Linked DNA regions of Zea mays: all the other regions are linked to region 1. Evidence: chromatin contacts called from public Hi-C data. All regions are on one chromosome and are shown on one strand. Each heading gives the region's core, a stretch centred on a gene start, on an enhancer-like site or on the middle of the called end of the contact. The rest is flanking DNA. Distances are from core to core; before and after follow the strand shown.

Region 1 (4,831 bases), core at 592-3,091:
TTTTTCAGCGAGGAGAAGCAACTGCTGCCGAAAAGCATGCGGCATCAGCTGACCGGAAGCAAACGCGGGGGCGAGCAGGTTGGTGAGCGGCGCGCGGCGGGAGGAACGGCAAGGGAAGCGCAGACGCAGACCTGGGACCTTGGTGCGGATGGGGCCGCCGGTGGGGACCGCGCGAAGCCGAAGAACGATCTCCCCCGAGCCGGACATCGGCCGACCGCCCGCCGGTCCACCGCTGTGCCGGCGAAAGACCAGGTTCAGGAACTCAGGGGGCAGGAGCGGGCGTCGCTGTGCCTCCCACCATGTACCGTACGAGGACCCGTGCATGGACGCTCCCTGCGGCGTGGGCCCCACCCCTCGCCTTCACGGGCACTGCCAGACCAGCTTCCGCCTCCCGTCTGGTGGTCGCGGAACACACTGGCCTGACCCTCGTCCCATTTCCCTTTCCGTCGCCAGACTCCCCGCCAGCACCGGCAGCTCAACGCTGAGGGATACTGACATATGAGACCACCAGTTGGGACGGACCCACGAATCAGTGGGCAAGTGGCGGTGCCGGGCATGGTCCGAGGCAGTTGTTGGGTCCTCTAGGGCCGAAATCTCCGACCCGCGCGAGTCCTGCCTGGACAATTACCAGGCTGCCCTCGCGACACCACCCCTGGCTCCCGTAACAAAACGCGAGCGAGCGACCGACTAGGACTGGGCGTTCGGGTTTACCCGAAATTTGGGGTCGGGTTTTATGGGTTTTTTTTATTTCGGGTTTCCAACAGTAGAATCCGTACTCGTACCCGAACTTTCGGGTACCCGTAATTTCGGGTACCCGCAATTTCGGGTTTGGGTTTGGATAAAATTCGGGTACCCGTTCCATTTGCAGGTATAGATATGGGCTGCTGCCTGCTGGAACCGCAAGACATGAACGGAACCTGGACAGGACAGTACAGGGTCACTGCATCTCTCAAGTGCGTGCCCAGCTCTTCTCTGCACATCACTGTGCTCAACACCTTGTTTATTAGATCACTTGATATCTGTTGCTAGATGCATGCTGGAGCCTGGATGCCAACGTTTCACTCCCGCCATGTCTGTTCTTGTCCTGTCACGTTTTTTAAAATAAAAAAAAGAGGAGCAGATCTCGTGTCAAACAGCCTCTCACTTTACTAATTTTCTCTGGGACAGGAAACTGAAGAAGCCATTACTAATTTCCTCTATTAGAGAGATTAACCAAACTAAAGCAGACTGTGGGCCAATAGAGAGATTAACCTGCTGGGAGCCTGGGACGTGTGCCTGCTGGCCTGCTGGTGCGTGTGCCTGCTGGCCTGCTGGTGCTGGGAGCCTGGGAGCCTGCAGCCTAGCTCACTGGCCGACTGCGCGCACTGGGAGAGGAGAGGACAGAGCCACAGAGGAGTGCGCGACTGCGCGTGGCCGCGTGCGCGATGCCGCACTGCCGCGGACGCGGAGCCTTGGTTGCTGTCTGGAGGTGGGAGCCTGGGAGGAGGAGGACGTCGTCGGCCCGTCGGCCGCCTGGAGCTAGGGTTGCCGGGACCTGGGACTGGGATCAGGGACAGCCGGACAGGGAGTAGGCAGAAGCAGAACTGGGCCTGGCCGTGGGCTACTCTGCCGCTGCGCTGTTGCCTGTTGGGCTGCCTAGCGGCTAGCGCTCAGCCTGCCTAATTTCGGGTAGTATGGGTACTTTGGGTACCGCGGGTGAATACCCGATTAGGCCCAAACTTAGTTCGGGTATTCAGTTTTGTTACCCGTTGGAATTGTTCGGGTAACGGGCATCGGGCTAAACGGGTACGGGTTCGGGTGTTTTGGGTAACGGGCTTCGGGCTCGGGTTTTATGCCCAGTCCTACGACCGACCCCACTCCCTGCGGTCTCAAAACCTTCTCGCCTCCTCCTACCCCTCGGCCGGCCTCGCCTCACACGCTCGCTCTCGCCGCCTCGTCGGCGACGCACGCACCCGACCGCCGCCGCGAGCTGGAGTGACGGCCATGGCGGCGACGGCAGATCCGCGGGCGAAGCCTACGGCAGCGGCGGCGCACCACCTAGCCGTTCCGTGGGCGCATCAGGCGTCGCCAGCCGCACACCGCATGCCGCCGCCCGTCTTAGCCGCGGCCGCGGGCGGCGGTGGCTGCGGCGCCCGCGATCGCCACCGGTCGTCGTCGGCCCACCGCCAAGTCCAGGCCGTCGGGGAGGACAACCCGTACGACGGTGGGATCGAGGCGCTCCGGGCCAAGCTCATGGGCCACCTGCGCGACGCGGCGGACCGGCTCCGCGTGCCCCAGCCTCTCTGGAGCCTCGCCGCCTCGCGCCCGCCTTATCCTCGCCCTCCGCCGCCCAAGGCTGCTACCGCGAGCTCGCCGCCGCCGCCCGGTACGGACTCCGAGCCCGAGCTCAGGGCGCCGCCTCCGCTTCGGCCTCCTACACCTGCGCCCCCGCAAGCGGAAGCTGCCGTCGCGACTGCGACCGGGAGGCCGTGGAACCTGCGGGAGCGCACGCGGCGGCGCCCCGCCTCCACCAGGTCGTGGGCCGCGTCCCCGCCGCCTCCGTCGTCGTCGTCGCGGAGGCGGCGCAAGCGCGCCCCGTTCTCCGTGTCCCTGAAGGCGGAGGAGATCGAGGAGGACATCTACGCGCTCACCGGCTCCCGGCCGCGGCGGCGGCCTCGGAAGCGGCCGCGCGCCGTGCAGCGGCACGTCGATGTAAGAAGAATTTCCCGAACTGCCCCCCACCCCCCGTCCAAATCACTATAATTAATTGCTACGTAGTTTATTCAATTCCGCCTTTTTTTATGAATACATTTACGCTTTAAGCTCGCTTACTATCACTAGTAATATAAACAAATATTCTATGCAGCTATGCTGGCATAATTGTTGTGTGCAAAAAAAAAGACTATTAATCCAAATCCACTAACCACCAATCGTTTCCCTGCTGCAGTCGCTGTTCCCGGGGCTGTGGCTGACCGAGATCACCGCTGACGCGTACCGAGTGCCGGACGAGTAGCTCCACGAGTGACGAGTCCAGCACTCCAGCTTGATGCTGCTGCCCCAGCCAACCGGCCAGCAGAGCGCGCAAGCTCCAACTTGATCCAGGGCATCGTCCAGCGAGCCAACTAGCATCCTCCCGAGCTTTGTTTGTTTTTTTCCTCCCCTCGCCCTTCCCTCTCCTCAGTCCTCACTCGTCGTCTGGTCTCTGCTTGCTGCCTCTACTGTGGTCTGTACAGTGAAGTGTTTGTGATTACAACTAGTGCTAATCTACTGTCAGCTCTTCCATCCGTTACCTGATGACTGCTAGCTACTCTGTGCGCTGTTGAGTGTTCGTCACCGTTGTCGTCCAGCTCCAGCGCGCCGCCTTTACGTGTCAGCCTGTCCCACTCCCGAGCTCTCGATCCACCCATTTTTTCGAGCTAGTAGTACGCTGCCACAGCCCACAGCCAGCACCTGGCAAGCCTGCACAGGGCCGTGTCTGGTGGTGCCGTGGTGCTTTGGGGGCCTGGCTTATAGATGTCCATCTGGGCCGGGCCCACCGGGCGGCCCACGACACGGCACGAAAGTGGCCCGGCCCAGCACCGGCACGGCCCGGCTTCAATCGTGCCTGGGCTAGCCCGGCCCGTTCGCCGTGTCGGGCTGGGCCACAGAAATCGGCCCGTCGGGTATAGCCCGACCCGGCCCGCCTGAGGGGGAGGCACGCGGCGGCCCGGTTAGGTTAACCGGCCGCGCGCGACGCGCCCCAGTGGCCCAGCCCAGCAGCCACACCCCGCCGCCGCATTTACGGACACAGCCTCAGTGTCGCCCTCGCCTCGCCAGTCGCATTTACGCTCTCGCCCTCGCCTCGCTCTCTCGCCCTCGCCTCGCTCTCTTGCTCTCTCCGCCCGAACCCTAATCTCCTCTCCCCTCTCTGATCTGCGGTTCGCCGCCGTCCGCCGGTGTCTCCTGTGCTTGGAATCAGTTGCACGTCGGTCGCCCGCGCCGTGCTTGGACATCTATACTTCCTCTCTGTCCTTACCTTCCTCTCCCGGTCCTCTCCCTAACCCTAATCCCCTCCGGTGTTCCTCGCTCCACGGATCTCGGCCATCGTCCGTCGTCTCCGGTGCTCCGACTGCACAAGGTGAGTCCCTCGGGCCCTACTCCTTTCCCTAACCCTAATGCCCTTCTCCTAAGTCCTAACCCTAATTCTTCCGGTGTATTCCTCAACGTAGGTATCGGTTAAATCGGGTGCCGTGCAGTCGTTGAGGAGTCGGAGACGGGTGCCGAGAGCCGAGAGCCGAGAGTCGGAGACCGGTGTGTTCCTCGTCCTCGTTGTCGAGGTCAAGGTCTCAATACTATGGATCTTGACCCGGCTGCAGAGGATGAGGAGGCGGAGCGACAACTTGAGGACCACAATGAGGCGATGGATGCTAGACAAGCCTTATTGGGTGTTGGTGTCACTCATTTAGATCCAGTCGACCTCGAGGATTTCGTCGCCTCTAGAACAGGCACTGGCACTGCTACGGACTCCACGAGCCCACCAGCATCTACCACTGCCTCTGCTGGTGGCGGCTCAAGGAAGAGATCCAAAGTTTGGAACAATTTCGACGAGTTAACCAATCTGGTAAATGGTAAGCGTGTAAGGTATGCTGCTCGATGCAAGTTCTGTCATGAGACATTAAGTGCTAGATCCTCTGCAGAATTATTTTATGAATCCACAGTTGCATTGTCTGGTGTGTACTACCCTACTGCTACTTTGATGCTACACCATATTCTAAGGATAGCCAGACATCTAAATTCATTTGAAAATGATAGACTTCTTAGGGCTGCTGTTGTTCCTATGAAAGATAAATTTTTGAAATATTGGAGGGATATT
Region 2 (4,414 bases), core at 522-3,021, 560 kb before region 1:
TGTAGCCAGTGTAGAGGGTGCTTCCGTCCGCACTCCAGCTCAAGCTTGTACAGTACAGGATCTATACAGGTGCACCAGAAACAGTTGGATATCAATCAGAGAAGTAGACGATCATATAATACGTACTGTAACAGCAGTTTCTACCAAGTTCATAGTCTAACATCACAACGGAAGACAATTTACACCAGAGCAAACACCTAACTGGCGCTGCCTGTATTCATGGATAAATTGTTCACAGATATCTAAATGATAGTATGGCATGTTACACGTTATAGCAAAAAAAATCAATGCAGAATATAGTTCCAATGCAATTGCGCACTGTTGGCACAAAGTAACAAAATGGCATCAGAGTTCAACATTACATATGTGCCTTGCCCATGCATATCTAGAACACCCACAGACTAGGTAAGATATAATGCTGATAACAAACAATGGACTGGGTGAGGATATAAAGTTACAAACTCAGATGATGTAATTCACTAACACTCATGGTGTAATACTGGGTAAAAACAATAACAAGAGCATATGTAAAACAAGTGGAAAATTGATAGAACAATTAAAGTGATACAAAACTATGACACAGCACACAAATCATCTTTTAACCAAAATATATTCTTATATGCATTAGCACTAAAGATTCAGCACCCTAACAGTTCTGCAGAGAACTGGACATTTGTTGAAGTTGGATATATATGTATACATACCATATAAGTGGATTAACGGACTAATTCCTCAATAAGGCAGCACAACTCATGTACAAGTAGCTACAGATCCTAACCTACACGATTTCTGGCATGCTAAACGCAGGTTAAGGGCAGAGACGAACCTGGTTCTTGGAGACCTGGATGTCGGGCTTGAGGTCCTGCACAACGTGCTTCGACTCGAGGTCCCAGATCTTGACAGAGTCCTGCGTCGCAGCGCAGAGCCAGTAGCGGTTGGGTGAGAAGCAGAGAGAGTGGATGATGGAGCCCGCGTCCAGCGAGTACAGCCTCTTCCCCTCAGCCAAATCCCACAGCAGAGTAACACCGTCCTTCCCGCCGGAGGCGCACAGCGACCCGTCGGGGCTCACAGCGACGGCGTTAACATAGCCACCGTGCCCATCCAGAGTGCAGCGCAGCTTGCAGTTGGTAAGGTTCCAGACCTTGACGGTGCGGTCCCAGGATCCGGAGACAATGGTGGGCTGGAAGGTGTTTGGGGAGAACCTAACGCAGGAGACCCACCCGTTGTGGCCCTCGCCGCCGCCGAGGTCGCCGCCGATGGTGTACTTGCACTCGCCGAGAGTGTTCCAGAGCTTGATGGTCTTGTCGCGGGACGCGGAGACGATCTGGCGGTTGTCGACGGAGAAGGCGACGGAGATGACGTCCTTCTCGTGGCCGACGAAGCGGCGGGTGGTGAGGCCGGTGGAGAGGTCCCAAAGGCGGAGCTCGCCGTCCCAGGAGCCAGAGAGTGCGAACTGGCCGTCGGAACTAAGGACGACGTCCTGGACGAAGTGGGAGTGGCCGGTGAGGCGGCGGAAGGGGACGCCGTAGTCGGCGGTGACGCCGGATTCCGGGGTGGAGTGGACCGGGTTGGTCAGGTCCCACACCAGCACGGACTTGTCCCGGGAGGAGGAGACGATGAAAGGCGAGTTGTCGATCGGGGTCGCGATCGCCGTCACCTCGCCGTTATGGCCGCGCATCGTGCCCACCAGGGAGAGGGACTCCTGCGCGCCGGCCATGGTCGCCGTGGGGGATTGGGGCTGCAAGGGTTGCTGTGGCGGCGGCGCGAGGCGTAGGATGGCGAGGGAAATGGGGCAAAGCGGGAGACCAGGCCTTTATAGTTGGGAGAAGGTGGGGGCTAGGGTTTTGCGGGTCTGGCGATCTGCGCTAGAATGGTGGGTGGAAGATCAGAACCGTTGAATAGGATAGCGGGGGTGTGGTACTGTGGTGGATGATCATTAAGGCAAAGGAAAACTGCATAAATCCACTTACAAGTTTGGGGTGTTTTCAAATACCCACAACTTATATTCTGTCAAACTCCTCCTTCCAAATTAGGTGGTCTAATCTTATAGCAAACACGTTTGGCTCCATCCTTAAAACACTAATCGGCTTGGCTCCTTGGCTTGGTTAGCTTAGCCAAAACCGAGCGCTCCATCCAGCTCATACAATATGCCATGAAGAAAATCTGAAGCCAGAAGGTACGACCTTATCAAATTATCATCAATCATCCAACAACAAGAGAACAAGCTTTTCTAGAAACTAAACTACTAGTAACACTTTGCTGAGGTCACTTGTAACTTTGTAAGGCGAGTGAAGAAACTAGTAGCTAGCACTAACAGTCAAATGCCAGGGCTGCTGAAAAGCCAAGACGGCACAGCAACAGGTGGAAATGGAACAGGAGTGAAGGGCATGCTGCACGCGGCTAGTCTGCTTGTGCATACGCAACCAGCTATGCTGCAGAACACATTGTAACTTGTAAGTAGGCGCTCCAACAACCCGCATGAGCTCATGGGAACCGAGCGCTCTATCCAGCTCATACAGCAGGGCTAATAAAAATCGTTTCAGAATGCAATTACCAAATAAAAACCAAGCGCTCCATCCAACACATCCAACACATAATGTAGTGACCCAATAAAAATCATTTCAGAATCATATTTTGCAGTAACAAGGCGCAATAGTCACAGTTTACATTAACAAGGCACATATCACAGTTAATCATTCCTTTTCCTTATTGAGAACAACTTTTGTGGCCTAATTCCAGGTCCTCCTTCGATGTTCTGACAGACTCCATTGACTTCATCATTGTTCATGTAGTTTTGGCCTTCAAATGGAGCCAAATTGTATTGGCTTGAACCTTCAAATGTTGACGGGTTTGGTTGAGATGAAGTAGGAACACCAATTGAGGCCTAAAATATAGAAATATAGCTATGTGAGTTGATACCTTTACCATGGAAAATGCAAAATAAATAGTGAGTCACAAACCCTCGTGTACTTAGCTCCCTTCCTAGGCTCCCAATCAGCCCTAAGTGGCACTCCACATCCCTTAACATTGTGACCATAAGTGTGGCAATTGGAGCATTTCACTGCAGCCCTTTTTGAGGCTCTAGACTCAACATGAGGTTCTCCTTGCGTTCTCACTCACTTCTTCTTTGGTCTTCCAGGCTGGGCATGATAAAATGGAGGATCCACATCAGGCAAGTATGTGCTTAACCATTGTCTCTTGTCTGGCACAAGTATAATCATACCCTCATATGTGGCTACATATTTCTCCCTAGTGAAGAACAATGACATATAGTTTTCTGGCTTGTGTTTGAACTCATGAATAGCAACCACTGCATGTGAGCATGGCACTCCAGTAACATCCCACTTGTAGCATCCACATTTGTGATTGTTGAGATCAACAACATATTGATTGTCTCCACTTGTGACTTGCCATATCCCATGCCCAGCACAGACGGCCCTGCAATATGAAGCATTTTTCTTCTCAAACTCAAGCTTTTTCTGATAATTTGGAGCTATGAACCATGTGTCCTTCTTTGCACCATCTCTTTTAATATTAATAGACTCCATCAACTTAGTCCTAATGTGCTCCACCATCGTGCACATAGGTTCTTCTCTTGCCTCCAAAATCCAAGAATTGTATGACTCGCTAATGTTATTAACGACCAAGTCAGTTTTAGCATCGGGGTTGAACCTATGCCTTGACTAATGCTTACTATCAATGTCAAACAACCATTTCCATGCTCTAGTGTTTTCTTTCTTAATATCATCCCTAGCTTGTTTGAAATCAAACTCCTTGTACGCATAGGCAGCCATATCCATTAGCTCTTTTAGTCGGGGACCTTTGAACCCAGCCTTTGAAAAGTTAGCATATAAGTGCCTCAAATAATATCTATGCTCTGCATGTGGGAAAATGGCCCTAATACCGTCTTTTAGACCCTGCATAAAGCAAAGCAAGAATCACACATAAAGCAAACCAAATGAAAAAGCAGAGTGAAGTACACAACAACAATACCTTTTGTCTATCACTCATAATAGTCCAGCCACCACAATGCTCTCGTTGCCCAATGGACTGCACCAGCAACTCCAAAAATCATGTCCACGAATTAGCATTTTCAGACCCTACCAAAGCGAATGCTATAGGAAAAAGATTGTTGTTTGCATCTCTTCCTTGTGCTGTTAGAATTTGTCCTCCATTTGGTAGTTTGACATGGGTGCCATCTAACCCAAAGAAAGGTCTACAACCAGCTAGGAATCCTTTTACTTGAGCATCAAAGGACACATACATCCTCTCGAATCTAGGATTTATTGCTCGTGTTGGATCCACAAAACATTTTATCACTATGCAACTTCCAGGATTAGCAGATAACACTGTGTGAGCATAATCTTGTATTCTCCTGTATTGTTCATGGTACTCACCACCAATCTTCTGCACC
Region 3 (4,581 bases), core at 467-2,966, 780 kb before region 1:
TGATTGGAGATGACCCGATGCTTTATTCAGAGTGTTTCTGTGATGATTTTCTACCATCTGCCCAGGTTGAACCGTCGATGGCGGTTCCTGCAGCCTATCACCTGCACCCCTAAAAAATCGAAGTATATAGATTTAGTTAAAATTTCAATCTCTAAAAAAATCTTATACATCCCTCAAATTTTCTCTGCGGTTCATCCGGGACATTCTTTACAGCGAACAAATGTTAGAGCATGACAGCATGTGGACTGAACGTCAGCTGCTTATCAACCTGAGTTGAATTAGGGGTGTTTAGTTCTGTGGACTATAGTCCGGGTCACATCAAGCGTTTGACTTTCAAATAGGAGTATGAAATATAGAAATATAGACCTAACTAACTGTACTAGATTCGTCTCACTTTTTAATCTTCGGCTGAGAAATTAGTTTTATAATCCGACTACATTTAATACCCCAAACAGAGGTTCAAACATTCGATGTGATAGGAGCTAAATTTTAGCAGGGGCAAACCAAACACCCCCTTATTCGCGTCGCGCGGGCTCCGTGGTCAACTCGCACCTATCCTTTTCGTCGATATGCTTAATAACTACTAGCTACTGTCTCTGCGCGGTCATTAACTTTCCAGACGGGGGTGTCTGTGTCTCTGTCAGTGCGGTTCAGACTGCAGAGCCCAGGCGATTGGATGTGAACTTGCGCAATACTTGGTTTTTTATATGGAGGAACCGGTCCTGGCGTCCTGTATGAGTCGTTTTGTCGGCCGATTATTTGTAGTACGTTTAATTACTGTTAGTGTTTTGCAATCAAAACGTCGGTCGGTTAGGTGTCGAGTCTAGAAATATTTTGTGTTTTCGTAATTCGAGTCTTGGGGCGGGCTCACTGTCACTGCTGAATGTTTGCCCCCCTGCCCTGTCATCTTGGTATCACCTGCTGCCTCCATTTCGAAGCCTACAAAATGGATACGGATATATATTTAAAAAAAGTAATCATGGGTTACAGGTAAACCAGCTGCAACCACAGTAGGTAGGTGCGCACGTTTAAATTGCGGAAGGGTAAGCCATTCCAGTGTAATAATAAGACACGGAGGCGCGCGGACTGTTTCTTTCTTAGAACCCGACTATAGCTGTGATATCTCGGTCCAAAAACAAGAAAAAATCTGGTAAAGAAGACACAAGGACTCGTAAACTAGCGACGAAGTCACAGGACTGGACAGCTTAAAAACGGGACAACACTGTCAAAATCCTGACGCACTAACTCGGAGAAGGTTTTGACTCGACCGCTCCGAACCCGAAGCAGCTAGCTCCCAGATAGAAGCAGTGGGGTGGTGCGCAGCAAAACGTTGGTCGCCACTCGGCAACCTGGCAACTGTGCAAGGGACAGGCAACGGTAAGGCTGCCGCCGCCGAGGACGAACCGCCCGCATCGGACGCGTTGCGGTGGGGAGGGGAGGGGAGACCCGGGACGCCTTGTACGCGAATGGGAAGCGAGCGGGGACACTTTTCCGTCACGCGTCCCAGTCACTGCAGCAGCCAGCTGAGTAGCTGAGAAGTGAGAACCCAGCCGGACCTGGACTGGACACCAGCGAGACCCCACCACGTCCCACGCGCAATCCCTTCCCATCCACCGCGCCAAACACAACCCCCCCCCCCCCCCCCCCCCCCCCCCCCCCCGCATCATCATCGCACCCCGACCCCAAGTGGATGTGGAAGGGGCTTGCGCTGACACCGCCCGTCCGCACCCTGCCACCAAACCACACGCATCCTTTCCTTTCCCTCTTCACTTGGAGTTTGCCATCGCCGTCGCCTTCGCCCACACGCGTTTTCATTCCATAGCGCTTCCTCCGCCCCGCGGCTTGCCCGCGCTATATTAAACCGGCGACCTCCCCGCCCAGGCAAGCTCACCTCACGCGGGGGTCATACCCAGCTAGCCACCGCCACTACACGTGTACGAGCTCACTGATCTCATCTCATCTCAATTCTCACAGCCCGGGAGGACGGACTCCGACTCTCCGAGTGCGCGCGTTGATCGCCCATGGGCAACTACCTGTCGTGCACGCTGGCCAAGGCGCCGGGGCCGAGGCCCGGCGGCAAGCGCGCGAGGGTGATACTCCCGGACGGCGGCGTCAGGCAGGTGGCGCTGCCGGCGACGGCGGCGGAGCTGATGATGGACGCGCCGGGCCACTTCCTCGTCCACGTCCACGCGCGCGGCGCGGGCCTCGGCCTCGGCGCGCGACTCGCCGCGCTGCCCGCGGACGAGGAGCTCCAGCTCGGCGCCGTCTACGCCACCTTCCCCATGAAGCGCCTGGGCACGCCGCTGGCGGCGCCCGACCTGGCGCGCCTCGCCGCCGCCGCCGCCCGGGAGGCGCACCGGTCCGCCAAGGTGGCCAGCGCCGCCGTCGTCGCCGCGCAACCGCCGGAGGACGCGCCCAGGCTGCGGCTGGAGGAGATGGTGGACGACGCGGCCGCCGCGGAGATCGCCGTCACCAAGCACTGGGCCAGCGGTGCCCGGTCCAGGAGGCCCACGCTGGAGACCATAGACGAGGAGAGTTACCTGTCGTCCAGATAGATAGTGGCCTACTTGCGATGCGCTTTTCTTCTCCGTTTGGTTTTTTTTAAGCATTCGGTTCAAACTGGATGAACCTCAAAACATATGTGATGGAAAGTAAGTAGAACGTACAGCCATTTTTGTAAAAAAATAAAATAAAACAAAATATGCACTCCTATGTTTTCGAATATTTATCATCTCTTAGCTTATTTTTAAACAAAAAACCGACAAATAAAAAATAATAGACAAATTATATGCCAAATACACTTTTTAGGCGTTTGGTTCCTCGTCCCAAAAACTTTAACTAAGCATCTCCAAGTGCTCACAGAAAACGACTCCTCAAAATCAGTTTTAAGGGACATCTTATATTAATTAGTGGGGTATATTTTAATACTTTCTCCAATAGATCCCTTAAAGCGGTAGATTGTTTCTGGGGAGCCCAAAAAACCTCTCATTTATAGCTATAAATGAGAGAGTTTTAATGGCTATTAAAAAGTTGGGAGCGTTTTAGGGAACTGTTGGATACACGTTTTTGTGTTTTTCCAAAAAAAACTAGATTCAGAGAACACTTCTGGAGAGCTCTTGTCGATGCTCTTATATCAGATCTGTAGATACCAATTAAGAATATTAAATATATGTTAATTACAAAGCTAATTATCTAATTGCATAAATTAAGATTGATTTGTGTGAGGAATCTATTAAGACTAATTAGTTGATAATCAACGCTTCCGTGAGCATATGTTGATTATAGATTAATGAGGCTAACAAATTCATCTTACCAATGAGACACAATTTGTGCAAGTAATTCTATAACTAGCTCGTGTTTAGTCAGTCTAATTAGCATCAGAATATTCGCATGTTGAACCGGAGAGAGAAGTCCAGGACAACACATGGAAATATAAGGGCTTGTTTGTTTTGTTCTCAATTCATGTGAATTGAATGTGATTGAGTGAATTTCAATCAAAATCTTTCATAATTTTTTTTAATCTCATACAATTCATATGAGATAGAAATAACCGAACAAGTCTAAATTGGGACAAAATGTTAGGGAGGAGTGTATAATGCTCATGCTATATACTGCGTAGGACGCAAAAAAGAAAAAAAGAAAGGAAAACAGAACTTGTAATAATGATCTCGACATGGCATCGCTTACAAGCATCCTGAGAGAACGACATTCAATGCTACGGGTGGCGAGACGATATACCAGGTGTGAGTGTGACACGAACCTGATCAGCATTGTCCGCGCAGAAAGATACCATGATGCCCCTCTTAACAGGGTCAAGTCAAGAGCAGCATGAGTTGAGAGCGGCGGCCCATTGCTTTGATGGAGAAAGCAAGCCCTCCCAAACTTTTGGCGGCAGCGTTGTTCGGAGGGCGAAAGAAAAGCATTCTTCCCAGGAAGAAACTAGCCCGCGACAAGCAAAGGCCATCCAGAGTTCCAGACCAGGCACAGGCGGCAGCATCCAACACCCCGTTCCCGAGCGAAGAAGAGTCAGGATGCGCGACACGGTTACGCTACGCTGCCGCGAGACGGTCTACTTTAGCGTGACGGCCCATAGAACTCGGTTTCTGCAGCAAAATAACTGGGCCTATAGAACTCGGGTTCTGCCGAGAATGGCTTGGCCCATAGAACTCGGGGAAACAGTGTTAGGAGACGTCCTGGCTCCGGGTTTTTTTTTCTTCTTCCGGCCAAGCATTACCAGATTCGCCGCCCTGGTCGCTCCAGAAAAAGCAAAGCACTAGATAAGAAGATGGCCATCATTTTTCCTCTGAACCTGTGCAGTAAAGAGGAAGCATAGTTTCTTTTTTTTTTCTTCTTCTTCACTTTTTTTTTCTCTTGAAAAAAGAAACAAAAAATTCAATTAAGTATTTGTCATGGCTGAGTACGCAGCACAACCATACATCCATCCACGCATGAATGAATCGCACCAATATATTTAATTTCATAGGGTAGGCACATGAATCCGAGGCTCGTAGGAGTTTTTTTTTTCTAGAATCCGTTCCGACCCTAAACCATGGCTCTGGTACACCGATAGACTTGTAAATA

Evidence for each region. Hi-C and Micro-C count contacts between places; a contact is called where the count stands out from the background.
Region 2: a Hi-C map of ear shows a contact between it and region 1, with 2.2 times the contacts expected there. The contact joins the promoter of LOC100216946 here to the promoter of LOC103635296 in region 1. A contact is called at or near these places in 4 of 25 Hi-C or Micro-C datasets (ear, leaf and tassel) and 1 of 3 datasets of contacts at active chromatin or transcription factors (leaf).
Region 3: a contact with region 1 is called in a Hi-C map of leaf, with 5 times the contacts expected there. The contact joins the promoter of LOC100278798 here to the promoter of LOC103635296 in region 1. A contact is called at or near these places in 2 of 25 Hi-C or Micro-C datasets (ear and leaf).

The regions. Positions count from the first base shown.
Region 1 is chr8:66,439,025-66,443,855 of Zm-B73-REFERENCE-NAM-5.0, reverse strand. LOC103635296 (serine/arginine repetitive matrix protein 1) reads left to right here and starts at 1,841. Exons shown (of 2, transcript XM_008657788.4): 1 at 1,841-2,691; 2 at 2,927-3,268. The coding sequence starts at 1,984. The coding sequence ends at 2,992.
Region 2 is chr8:67,001,313-67,005,726 of Zm-B73-REFERENCE-NAM-5.0, reverse strand. LOC100216946 (guanine nucleotide-binding protein beta subunit-like protein) reads right to left here and starts at 1,771. Exons shown (of 2, transcript NM_001143328.1): 1 at 827-1,771; 2 at 1-61. The coding sequence starts at 1,717.
Region 3 is chr8:67,217,852-67,222,432 of Zm-B73-REFERENCE-NAM-5.0, reverse strand. It overlaps LOC100278798, which reads left to right and starts at 1,716. Exons shown (of 1, transcript NM_001151957.2): 1 at 1,716-2,706. The coding sequence starts at 2,022. The coding sequence ends at 2,555.